2 separate regions of the Sus scrofa genome follow, and region 2 is linked to region 1. A link is a contact called in public HiChIP or PLAC-seq data. All regions are on one chromosome and are shown on one strand. The core of a region is the stretch at or near the end of the contact, and the rest is flanking DNA. Distances in the headings are between cores, read along the strand shown.

Region 1 (6,313 bases), core at 1,193-3,692:
TGAATGTTTATTGAGATCCTAATACCCATGGGGCCCTGTTCTAGGTGCTGGGGTTACAGCAATGAACAAAACAAAGTCCATGCCCTTGTGGAGCCTGTATCCTAGTGTCCCCTCATATGAAAAGAGATGTAACTTTATAACATTGGGAGGGTGGATGCAAGGACTGAGTGCTGATACTTCTAGTTAATACCCATGGTAGACATGACTAGTCCTTGGAGGCTCTTATTCCTGCTGAGCCCAGACACCGCACACACCCTCCAAAGTGCAACATACCAGGCTGCCACTGTTGACTGGAATTGGCACTGAAATAAACCCTATTTGGCAGGTATGAATAGGAGAATCAATAAGGGCATCAATCTGAACTTGCTGTGCAGCCAGGTTTGCAAATGCAAGTTCCATGGCTGACCCAGGACTTGGGGTTTCTTCCCAGCGGTCCCAGGAATTAGCCTGCCAGATTTGCATTTGTGCCCTCCCTTCCCTGTTAGAACATTCATGCATTCACTCACTCAGGCCCTCATTTGTTCACTCACCAAACGAGCTTAGTAAGTGCTAAGCACTAAGCCAGGTGCTTTATGTAGATCACTTCATCTAATCTTCATAGCAATGCTTTGAAGCCCATGCTTGTCACAAGTGAGAAAACTAATGCTAAGAATGGTGCTCAAGGCACACAAATGAATAGAGAAGCAGTGATCTGAACCCAGAACTTCCCATTCCAGAGCCTGTGCCCATTCCTCACACCAGGCTACACTCTCAGCTTCAACATAGCTTGGTCACCGCTAGGGCCCTTCGATCCAATCTGTATCTTGGTGAACCTCCTTGCCCTCCATTCCCCCAGGGGAGGCCAGTGGCTGGGGAAAGGAATGAGGGAGACACTGCCTGAGACCACTGGGAAGAAAACCTCATTATTTACAATAGCCAAGACATGGAGGCAACATAACAGAGGAATGGATAAAGAAGATGTGGTACATATATCAGTGGAATACTACTCAGCCACAAAAAATGAAATCATGCCATTCGCAGCAACATGCATGCAATTAGAGATTCTCATACTCTCATATATATATGTGTGTGTGTGTATATGTATAGCATATATACATACGACATATATATATATATATATATATTCTTTTTCAGATTCTTTTCCCTTATATGCTGTTACAAAATATTGAGTATAGTTCTCTGTGCTGTGCAGTAGGTCTTTGTTGGTTATTTTATATATAATAGTGTGTATCTGTTAATCTCATCCTCTTTATCCCTCTCACACCCCTTTCCCCTTTGGTAACCATAAGTTTGTTTTCTGTTTGTTTGTCTGTGGGTCTGTTTATGTTTTGTAAATAAGTTTATTTGTATCTCTCTTTTTTTTTAAGATCCCACATATGTGATATCATGTGATATTTGTTTTTCTCTATCTGGCTTATTTCAGTTAGTATGATAATCTCTAGGTCCATTCATATTGTTGCAAATGGTATTATTTCCTTCTTTTTATAGCTGAGTAGTATGCCATTATATATATACACGAATCTTCCATTTTTTTGTTTTTGGGCTCTGCTCAGGCCAGGGATCAAACCTGCACCATGGCAGGGACCTACTGCAGTGACAATGCCAGATCCTTGACCCACTGTGACACACATCTTTATCCATTCATCTGTTGATGGACTTTTTTAGGTTGTTTCCATGTCTCAGCTATTGTAAATAGTGCTCCAATGAACATTGGGGTGCAGGTATCTTTCCAAATTAATTTCAACTAATTTATTTTTTTTCTTTTTAGGGCCACACCTGTGGCATACAGAAGTTCCATATGGCAGGCTAGGGGTCGAATCAGAGCTGTGGCTGGTGGCCTACGCCACAACCACAGCAACGTGGGATCTGAGCTGAGTCTGTGACCTACACCACAGCTCATGGCAGTGCCAAATCCTTAACCCACTTAGTGAGGCCAGAGATCAAACCTGCATCCTCATGGATACTAGTTGAGTTTGTAACCTGCTGAGCCACAACAGGAACTCCCACGAATTCATCTTTAGATGAAAGTTTTCCTATATGGGAGCTCAAGGACAATCTCCATTGCATGCTGTCTTAGGTAACCTCCCTGGATTTCCACTACCCCCACCTGGACCCCTTTTCCCAAACCCTGGGTCAGGTTCTGAATTCCCATAGTGTTCAGGTTGCTGAACCACCGATGGAGCATTGAACGTGGAGTCAGAAATCTTGGATGCAATCTGGATGATTCTGGGCTAAGCCAACTTGCCCAAGTCAGCTAAACCTCAGGCTCCTCATTTATGAAATGGAAGTGCTGTCACTGCGAATGTAATTAAATGCTCAGCACTTCCTGGGCTCTGAGCCCTTTAAACCCACACTTCCCTCAATCCTCACAACTACCCAGTGAGCTAGACATCATCATCTCTGTTCTACCAATGACGAAACTGACCCAGAGACTTTCAGTAACTTGCCCAGGGTTGTGCAATGTCTGAGTGGTGGAGCTGGGATTCAAAACCAGGCTGTCAGGCTCTGGAGCTTGTGCTGCCCCATTTGGAGGTGGGGGGTGCGAAACTCAAGGAGAGCTTGTGAAAGGAAGCGAAAGGGCTTCTGTAAATGAAAGCCATGCTGTGGGTAAAGGTGGAGAAACCTTTTTCTAGCTATTTGTAGCTCCCTCGGAGCACCTGGCCTGTTCTGCACTGCAGTGTACACGGTTGCCCCAATTCTGACTCTCACTGTCAAAACTTCTTAAAGGCAAGACTCATGTCATCTTCATCTCTGCACCCACAGAGCATCCAAACCAGCTCCAAGGACTGAATTAGAGCTCAGGAAAAAAAAAAGTAGATGGAGTGGATTCCTCATTTAAGCCGAAGCACTCAGGCAATTATTTCTGCTCATTAAAGTGTGATGAAAATGAGAACACCTTTCAAAAACCCTTTACAATAAATGTCAGTGTTCCTGAAACACTTCTAAATCATGCCTTCCAGCCTGGGGGTTGAAACTCAACCTAGCATTTTCTTTCTGAGAGTTTGCAGATGTGGTTTCAAAAAAAAAGGGGGAAAAGAGAAGCTGAGAGAGACTTTATGGCTCCAGCAGAGCCCCCCACCCACCCACCCCCACACACATCCCTCAGGGTAGGAAGGAAGCCTTCCATTCAAGTAGGAGAATCTGACAGGGGAGGAGGTGGGGGTGAAGTTATTTAAAAGCAGAATTCTCTTGGAGTTCCCTGTGTTGCTCAGCAGGTTATGAACCTGACTAGTATACATGAGGATGCGAGTTCCATCCCTGGCCTTGCTCAGTGGGTTAAGGATCTGGCGTTGCCCTGAGCTGTGGTGTAGGTTGTAGTCGAGGCTCAGATCCTGGTGTTGCTGTGGCTGTGGTGTAGGCTGGCAGAGGCAGCTCTGCTTTGATCCCTAGCCTGGGAACTTCCACATGCCACAGGTGTGGCCCTAAAAAGCAAATAAAATAAAATAAAACAAAATATAAATAAATAAATAAATAAATAAATAAAAGCAGAACTCTCTCAGGCCAAGAGGTCCTGTGGAAACTTGTTTTGACAAAATTCTCTTGTGTGTGACCTGATCAGGAAACTCTAGGGAAGCTTGAGCAAGATTTGACATTATGAGACAGATGCCCATGAAATTTGATTCAGAAGCTTCCCTAAAACTCAGGTTTTGTTTTTTGTCTTTTGAAGGCTGCATCCATGGCACATGAGGTTCCCAGGTGAGGGATTGAATTGGAGCTACAGCTGCTGGCTTACACTACAGTCATAGCAACTCTAGAACCTAGCCATGTCTGTGACCTACACCACAGCTCATGGCAATGCTGGATCCTTAACCCATTGAGCGAGGCCAGGGATCGAACCCTCGTCCTCATGGATGCTAGTTGGGTTTGTTAACCACTGAGATACTATGCGAACTCCCAAGTTGTGGTTCTTCTGGTAGAAGTCTGGAGAACCTCGGTAGTTTCTAGCGTAGCAAGAAGGGAAATTCTTCAACATGGTTATATTAGTGGGTTTGCCATTCCTTTTCCACACAGGGAGCAGCAAACTTCCCCAAGTCAACATTCAACCAAAATAGGATTCATTTGACAGGCGCTAAATGCAGCTGAAAAGACCTCCTTCTTCTACTTAGGAACATTCATCTGAGACATCTGCCAATCATTAACTTAACTCTTAAATTATAACCAATAATATTTCACATTCGCCTGAGCTATTTTTCATTTATGTATGTATTTATTTTTCTTTTTATAGCCACACCTGTGACATATGGAAATTCCCAGGCTAGGGGTCCAGTTGGGCCTACAGCTGCGGGCCTACACCACAGCCACAGCAACACTAGATCTAAGCCACATCTGTGACTTACACTGCAGTTTGTGGCAACGCTGGATCCTTAACCCACTGAGCGAAGCCAGGGATTGAACCTGTGTCCTCACGGATACTAGTCAGATTTGTTTCTGCTGAGCCACGCTAGGAACTCCTAGGGGGCAATCGTTTTTAAAGGGGAGTTTTAGGGATGTATAGACGGAAGGAGGGGGCTACGTATAGAAACAACAGAGTCAGCTCTGGCAGTCACCTTGTAGTAGTCTGATCGGTGTCATCTTTATTGTGTTTATTTTGTTTTTAAAAAATCTTTAATTTTTATGGCCACACCCACAGCATATGAAAGTTCCCAGGCCAGAGACTAAATCTGAGCCATGGCGACAACCTATGCCAGATCCTTTAACCCACTGCGCCAGCCAGGGATCAAACCCACACCTCTGCAGAGACCAAGCTGCTGCATCACTGTGCCACAGTAGGAGCTCCAGTCTTGATTGTTTTAAGTACAGTTAATCTTCAGCTCTAGGGTTGGTTTGTTCTCATTTCTTTGAGGCCATTTCTTGGAATTGAGGAGCTTATGTCATGCCTACATTCTGGCCATCTTCCAGCTGGTAGGGGTTTCAGTATCCATAAGACAGATCAAAGGATACAGCTCAGAATGGTATTCGTGGCCCTTGAAGAGGAACTAAAAGTCCTTGACTTTGCTTAATGACCATATGATTATTATTTGGTCTTATGGGACTGCTTTCTTTTGCTTCAGCATTTTCTCACTTCTCTGATTAAATTTATTCTTTGGCTTAAGTTTTTCTACGGCCAAAAGTCACGCTGATGACGTCCTGTCCCATTTCAATAGCAGTATAATTTGGAGTTCCCATTGTGGCTCAGTGGTAATGAGTTTGACTTGTGTCCATAAGGACGAGGATTTGATCCCTGGCCTTGCTCAGTGGGTTAAGGATCCAGTGTTGCCATGTGCTATGGTGTAGGTTGCAGACTCAGCTCAGATCTGGCATTGCTGTGACCATGGTGTAGGCCAGCAGCTACAGCTCCGATTTAACCCATAGCCTGGGAACTTCCATATGTTAAGAGTGCAACCCTAAAAAGAAAAAAAAAAAAAAAAAAAAAAAGCGGCATTATCCACAGTGGCCAAAAGGTGGAAAGGATCCAAATGTCCATCAACAGATAAATGGATAAACAAAATGTGGTATATCCTTACCAGTGGAATATTATTCAGTCTTTAAAAAAGAATGGAGGGAGTTCCCATCGTGGCGCAGTGGTTAACGAATCCGACTAGGAACCATGAGGTTGCGGGTTCGATCCCTGCCCTTGCTCAGTGGGTTAAGGATCCGGCGTTGCCGTGAGCTGTGGTGTAGGTCGCAGACTCGGCTTGGATCCCACGTTGCTGTGGCTCTGGCATAGGCCAGTGGCTACAGCTCCGATTGGACCCCTAGCCTGGGAACCGCCATATGCCGCGGGAGTGGCCCAAGAAAGAGCAAAAAGACAAAAAAAAAAAAAAAAAAAAAAGAATGGAAATTCAAATACATATTGTGACGTAGGTGAACCTTGATGATGTTATGCTAAGTGAAATCGGCTGGACACAAGAGGAAAAATATTGTATGATTCTATTTAAATGAGGTACCTAGAGGTGTCAAAATCAGAGAGACAGAAAGTAGAACAGTGGTTATTATCAGGGGTGAGGGAAGGGGAAAAGGGAGAGTTATTGTTTATTGGGGACAGAGTTTCAGTTTCAGATGATAAAAAGTTCTGCAGAGGGGCAGTGGTGATGGTTGTACCACAGTGTAAATGCACGTAATGCCACCGAACTGCACACTTAATGGTGGTTAAGGTGGTAAATTTTGTGTTATTTGTATTTTACCGCAATACAAAACCAGTGATGGGATGTTACTTCTGAGATGAGGTCACAAAAAGACTGTGACTTCCACCTTGCTTTTGCTCTCAGGCTTTAGCCTGCCCTGAGGGAAAGTCCTTGCTGAAAGGCATATTTTTTGCAGAGAAGGCCCTGGG
Region 2 (6,435 bases), core at 1,671-4,170, 370 kb after region 1:
CCTCAGTTTCCTTTTCTGTAAATTGAGAATAAGATAATCCACTTCCTGGGCTCTTGCAAGTATTAAATAAGTGAACACATATTTAATACAGCACATAGACCATGAAAAGTGCTTCATCATTATTATTTTCAGGCTCGGATCAGCCCAGGAAAAGACTATCCAGAGCTACACTATTCCACACAGTAGCCACCGGCCACGTGTAACTACGGAGCACTGGAAATGTGGGGGTACATACTAAGACGTGCTGCGAGTATAAAATGTACATGGGATCTTAAAGACTTAGGATGAGGGAGAAAATGCAAAACATCTCATCGATAATTTTTATATTGATTAGATATTGAAATATCTTGAATATACTGGGTTAAACAGAATATATTATCCAAACTAATTTCACTTGTTCCTTCTTACTCTTAAATGTGGCTGCTGGGAAAACTTAAATGACCTATGTGGCTCCCATTATATTTCCTTTGGACAATGCTGGCCTAGCAGGCACTCATATACTTCGAGCATATTATAAATGATTGGATCCATCATAGAAGGTGGGCAAGATCTTTATAGTCAGGAAAATAAATATTATTTATAAATATTGTAAAAGAAAAAGGCAATTTAAAATGAAGTATTCTGGGGAGTTCCCACTGTGGCTCAGTGGGTTAAGAACCTGACTAGTATTCATGAGGATGCAGGTTGCATCCCTGGCCTTGCTCATTGGGTTAAGGATCCAGCATTGCCGTGAGCTGTGGTGTAGGTTACAGGCTCAGCTCGGATCCTGCGTAGCTGTGGCTGTGGTGTAGGCTGGCAGCTGCAGCTTGGATTTGACCCCTAGCCTGGCAACTACCATATGCTACAGGTGTGGCCGTAAAATAAGAAAATAAAATTAAATTAAATTAAGTATTCTAAGACCAAAATATTTTGAAAGGATGGCATAAAAATATTAATACCTTATGTCAATTTATGTCTCAGTTATTTCAGAGTGCTTTCACATTTGTAGTCTCATTTGCTTCATGTAATAAGCCTGTAGGGCAAGTATAATCAATTCCATCTTACAACTGAAACCCAAGAGATAGCGTGACTTCCTCAAAGACAGTTCTACTGATTTCCATGCACTGTGGCGTCCTTGTGCACCAGGTATTGTGCTACATGAGCACTCAGCAAAGACTACCTCATTTCGTATTTGCATTAATCCCATGCAGACATGTAGGCATAAAACCCCACTTTACAGATTAACCAACCAAGTCCTAAAAAGTGAAGAGACCTGCCCAAAGCCACACAGTTTGAAAATGGTAGAGTGGAGATTGAACCTGAGTTCATATCTTAACTATGAACCATACCTTCTGCCTCAGTGACTACAGAGTGATGGGAATTGGCAAAGAGCTGTTTAAAAAAAAAAAACAAAAAACAATTTTCTGGAGTTCCTGTTGTGGCGCAGTGGAAATGAATCCAACTAGGAACCATGAGGTTGCAGGTTCAATCCCTGGCCTCGCTCAGTGGGTTAAGGATCCGGCATTGCCGTGAGCTGTGGTGTAGGTCGCAGACTCCGCTTGGATCCTGAGTTGCTGTGACTGTGGCTGTGGTGTAGGCCGGCGGCTACAGCTCTGATTCGACCCCTAGCCTGGGAACCTCCATATGCCACGGGAACAGCCCTAGAAAAGGCAAAAAGTCAAAAAAAAAAAAAAAAGGAAAGAAATACCAATTGTCTGATATGTAAAGATAGAAGTTCACTTTCCCTATAAGAATCTAAAAAGGAAATGAATAGTGTCTGCAAACAAGGTGGCAAATAATATACTCATTGTTACAGATGAGAAAACTGTCGCCCCGAAAGGTTATGTGAGAGGAGTCATGACGATAAGTATTTTCCGGGGCGGTGGTCTTCCCGCTGCTCCATGCTCTCCCCCGTGTTGCCCACGGTTTTCCCTCTGGGTTCTGCAAGTTCCTATGAGAGTGTTGCACAGACTCGTGACACCATTGGATGGTCAACAAAGGCCAACCAACTACCAGGTGCACTAAACACCATTTCCCTAAGCTTCCCTCTTCCCTTCTTCCATTTCAGTAAACAATTCACTCAGTATATATTTAGAAAGCAGGTGCGGTGTTCTTACATTGTAATGGTTTGGTGCGGGAGTTTCAAGTTTGAGAACTTTCCTGAAGCTTGGCAGCTGGAACATGCTGGAACAGGAATTACTGAAGTCTTTCTTCGAAACAAAATGTGATGGGATTGTGTATGCATTAGCTGCAGGGTGTTTAGAAATGATGGTATCCAACCGGGCCCGCTGTGAGGAAAAGCCAAAGAATCCACATCACCACTTATCTTATGGCTCTGAAGGACAGATGTCAAAGAGATGGTGCCTGGCATTTACTCTTTTTTTTTTTTTTAATCTTTTTAGGGCTGCCTCTGCAGCACATGGAGGTTCCCAGGCTAGGGGTTGAATTGGAGCTATAGCCGCTGGCCTACGCCACAGCCACAGCAACACAGGACCCGAGCCATGTTTGCAGTCTACACCACAGCTCACAGCAACACCAGATCCTTAACACACAGAGCAAGGCCAGGGCTCGAACCTGCGTCCTCATGGATATTAGTCAGATTAATTTGTGCTGAGCCACAACGGAAACTCCTAAAAGCACTTTATGAAAGGTGAAACTCTGGCAGGGAACAATGACAAAATTACCTTGGGCTTTGAGGATTTATTTGCTCTTGGAAAATGCAAGTTCAGGCCTGTGTTTACTTCTGTAAACTAACTCAAATTATTCATCTTATGTTTGGGATTTGGCAAAAGTAATTTTTGCCATAAATGCATTTTCACCCAATCCTGATGCAGGCCGCTTGACTCATCAGCTGCTGGGTGATTTGTACAATGGGAGGCTGTAGTCTTTTTTCTTCCTACCTTGGCTTTCCTTTGAGTCAAACCTCACTTCTCGTTTCTGAGGTTAAATAATCAGAACTTCCTAAATAACCGATTTGTTTCTAAGGCCTCCAAGGTCCAAGGTCCCATGAGGAACCACGCCTGTCCACCCACGCCTCCTCTCCCCCCACGTAATCACTGATTTCATAAAACCCTACGATATTTTTGGTGTTTCAACAGAACAAATCCTACCCCTTCCAGGAAGCTATGATAAACTATTTTCGGTTAAAAAAAAAAAAAGAATCAATGTTTGCCAAATGAAAAGGGACAAAAGCCATAAAAACTGGGCGATAACATCACCTTTCCCTGGGGTAGTATGGCAAGTATTGAAGCCTGATAAAACAAAAAATTTGTTTTGTTATTTCATGGTTAAAAGCTTGAGAACGTTGCCCGGGTCACCTCTGCTGGATAGGGGTCAGCGACTCCCCAAGCACAGAAGGTGGGGGAGGCTGTGTGAAGGCCTCAGGGCCCCACCTGACCTCACGCTGTACTTGGTGGCGGTAACTCTCTCCACCTGGTTCAGGCGCCACTGATTACTGGGCGGATGCGCCATCAGAAGCAGGAGCGTTCTTGTCCAGTCTTAGTTGTGCCGAGTCTAACCTGGGTTCGAGTCCCAGATCTGCCTCCTCCCACGTGGAAGGATGCATGGATGTTCTCAGAAGTAAGGTCACCCCAGCCTGGGAGTCACTTTGCCTTTGCGCTTGGGGCAATAGTTAGCTGCATACTTTTCGGGGGCTTTGCACTGAATCCCCATGACAACCCTGTGTAGACGCTGTTATGATTTTACCCCCACTTTGCAGATGAGGAAACTGAACCTCCTCAGCTAGTGAAGTGGTGGAACCAACATCCTCACCCAGACGGTCTGTCTCCACGAGGTGAGCAGCTGATAAATGCCTGTGGGAGGTTTTAATTCAGGAAGAATCACCACTCAAAATCTCCTGTGCCCAGGGGTGGAGGCGCACCCTCTGCTCTTTCCTCTTAACTCCCACAGAAGAAGCGTGTTGAGATCAGACCTTCCTTGGTGCTACCTTTTGCAGTGTGTCTGTCTTGGGTCACCCAGCGGTATAGACAAGTATGTTTTTCTTTTGTTCTTTTTTGTCTTTTTAGGACTGCACCTGCAGCATATGAAAGTTCCCTGGCTAGGAGATGAATTGGAGCTGCAGTGGCCGGCCTACACCACAGCCACAGCAACAAGGGATCTGAGCCACATCTGCGAACTAAGCTGCAGCTTGGGGCAACGCCGGATCCTTAACCCACTGGGCGAGGCCAGGGATCGAACCTGCACCTTATGGATACTAGGCCGGTTTGTTACTGTGGAGCCACAACAGGAACTCCAGCAAGTGTGTTTTCTTAAAGCACTCTTTCCCAAAGTGTGTTCCTTGGCATCCCAGCTCTATAAGATAAGATCCTATTGGTCATAGCAGCAGTAAGGAGAGAGCTCCAGGGTCAAATAAATTTGAGAAGTCTCACGACATGATCCCATTTCAGAGATTCCTAGCACTCATGGGGGTAGTAAATGCTCTGAGAAGAGCCACAGTAAAGAGACCTAACTTGGTTTAAACAGCCCTTTTCAACCTTCCTCCATCATAGGATCTTTTTGGCTTAGAATATCTACCAACATACCCTTTGGGAACGGTTGTTCCGAAAGATGCCTGTTCGAAGCAAAGTTTCATAAAATGTCATAATGGAGTTAGCGCCCGAGCACAGCTCAAGTGACACTTGCTCCCCAACCCTCCCTTGATTTTCTTTTCATTGTCAGGCCTACGGTCCCCAATCTGGCCTCATGCTGGCACTTATGAGCCCCCCTCCAGCACATACCAGTTCTTCCAAAGTCACTGCTGCCCCTGGGCAAATACAGAAAGGCTGTGGAAGTCTCCCCAGCCTGCCTCGTTTGACTTCCTAGTCGGCCCTGTGAATAATTCTGGAGCAAAGCTTTGGAATACAGTAGATTATGTGGACTTTGATGACAGGTCCTCTCAAAAGATTGAGTGCAATTGTTCCAAGAGTCATCAGGAAGTTTCTAAAACGTATTGACCCACAGAGGGTTTTGGTCGGCCTCACCCCAGCATCACACTCCTTCTACCATACCAGTGTCAATAAGGCAGACCTTTCTCTGACAAGGACTGCGTTTTTTTGTTTTTTTTTTTTTTTTCCTGGCCATGGACATTCTCAGGCCAGGGATCAAGCCCGTGCCACAGAAGTGATAAGACCGAATCCTTAACCACTAGGCCGCCAGGGAACTCCACGAGCAGGACCGCTTCTATTTCTTTTTTCTTTCTTTTTCTTTCTTTTCATTTGTTTGCTTTTTATGGAGGCACATAGAAGTTCCCAGGCGAGGGATGGAATCGGAGCTGCATCTTCAGGCCTGACCACAGCATAGCAACATGGGATCTGAGCCACATCTGCAACCTACAGTGCAGCTTGCGGCAATGCCAGATCCTTAACCCACTGAGCGAGGGCAGGGATCAAAACTGCATCCTCATGGACACTATGTCGGGTTCTTAACCCACTGAGCCACGATGGGAACTTTTTTTTTTTTTTTTTTTTTTTTAGGAGGACTACTTTTAATCCCTTCAGAGTCTTGGAATCTGGAACCAGGAGGCACTGAACATGACAGTCACCAAAAGAAGGGGCGGAGGAATGAAATTTGTGTCCAGTTCGGAAAGGAACTAGGCAAGATGCGGGGAGGTCCTGACAGAGCTCCTCCAACCACTTAAGGGCCCTGCCCAAGGATGCAGGCACTTGTGTGTTTATCCATGTAAATACAAACCCTCATATCCATCACAGCCAGGAGAGGAAGCCTGAACAGCTCTGCATCTGACTTCTCTGGGGTTGGGTCTGAGTTTTTTAAAGACCTGAAAGGTCTGATGAGATCCTGTCCTGTGCAGATCTTCCCTGGGGCCCCTTCTCCTCCAGACGGCCGGGCTGCGTCATCTGGAAAGTTACTGCCCGTAAAGCCCAGCAGGGAAATTGATGGTGTGCTCTGATTCAGTGCCTTCTTTGGCACCAGGCAGGAATGGGCTGTGCCACCATTTGGCAAAGACATTCTCAGGGAGAAAACTCGAGGTGTTGCAGGAAGTATTGTTTGTGACTCAGGCGGTAACAATCACAACATCTAACGTGTTTACGATGCTCCGCAGTTTCAAAGAGAATTTCACTCCCTGCAACGTTAACTTGCCCAGCGCCTCCGGGGCGTCTCTGCTCTATGAGGCAATTGGGACACTGAGGGTGACGTGCTTGAGGTCACATCAAGAACCCACAGCTGAGTCGGGATTAGGTTTAAGTCTTGTCTCCAGCACCAGGCCATCGTGAGACGGCACATCTTTTGCCCGGTTGCTCTGGAGTCTCTTTGCTTGCAGGGTTTGGGGCAGAAGAAAGAGGCAGAGGCTTGGCTGTTCTGTGAACTCACTGGGGGCATGTGCAGCCTCAACGTCTTTGCTAAAGAAGAGTTAACTCCAGAGTTAGTTTGCTCCCTGGGTCCTCAATTCTGCCAAGCTTGAATTCCAATAAGTGGCTGCATTCAGTGTGTCTTAAATGG

Evidence for each region. HiChIP or PLAC-seq counts read pairs in DNA pulled down with a chosen protein or histone mark.
Region 2: an H3K27ac HiChIP or PLAC-seq map of alveolar macrophages shows a contact between it and region 1. The contact joins two enhancer-like sites. A contact is called at or near these places in 1 of 47 Hi-C or Micro-C datasets (embryonic fibroblasts) and 1 of 2 datasets of contacts at active chromatin or transcription factors (alveolar macrophages).

The regions. Positions count from the first base shown.
Region 1 is chr6:81,703,804-81,710,116 of Sscrofa11.1, forward strand. No RefSeq gene overlaps it. Among named protein-coding and RNA genes, the nearest start is that of CNR2, 14 kb to the left of the region's middle. Within about 2 kb of position 2,443, at least 8 of the 83 cell types and tissues checked have an H3K27ac peak or open chromatin away from gene starts, as enhancers often do. A contact at or near this core is called in alveolar macrophages, where this site is marked.
Region 2 is chr6:82,073,566-82,080,000 of Sscrofa11.1, forward strand. STPG1 (O(6)-methylguanine-induced apoptosis 2) reads right to left here. Exons shown (of 8, transcript XM_021095547.1): 4 at 2,097-2,267. Among named protein-coding and RNA genes, the nearest start is that of STPG1, 35 kb to the right of the region's middle. Within about 2 kb of position 2,921, at least 5 of the 83 cell types and tissues checked have an H3K27ac peak or open chromatin away from gene starts, as enhancers often do. A contact at or near this core is called in alveolar macrophages, where this site is marked.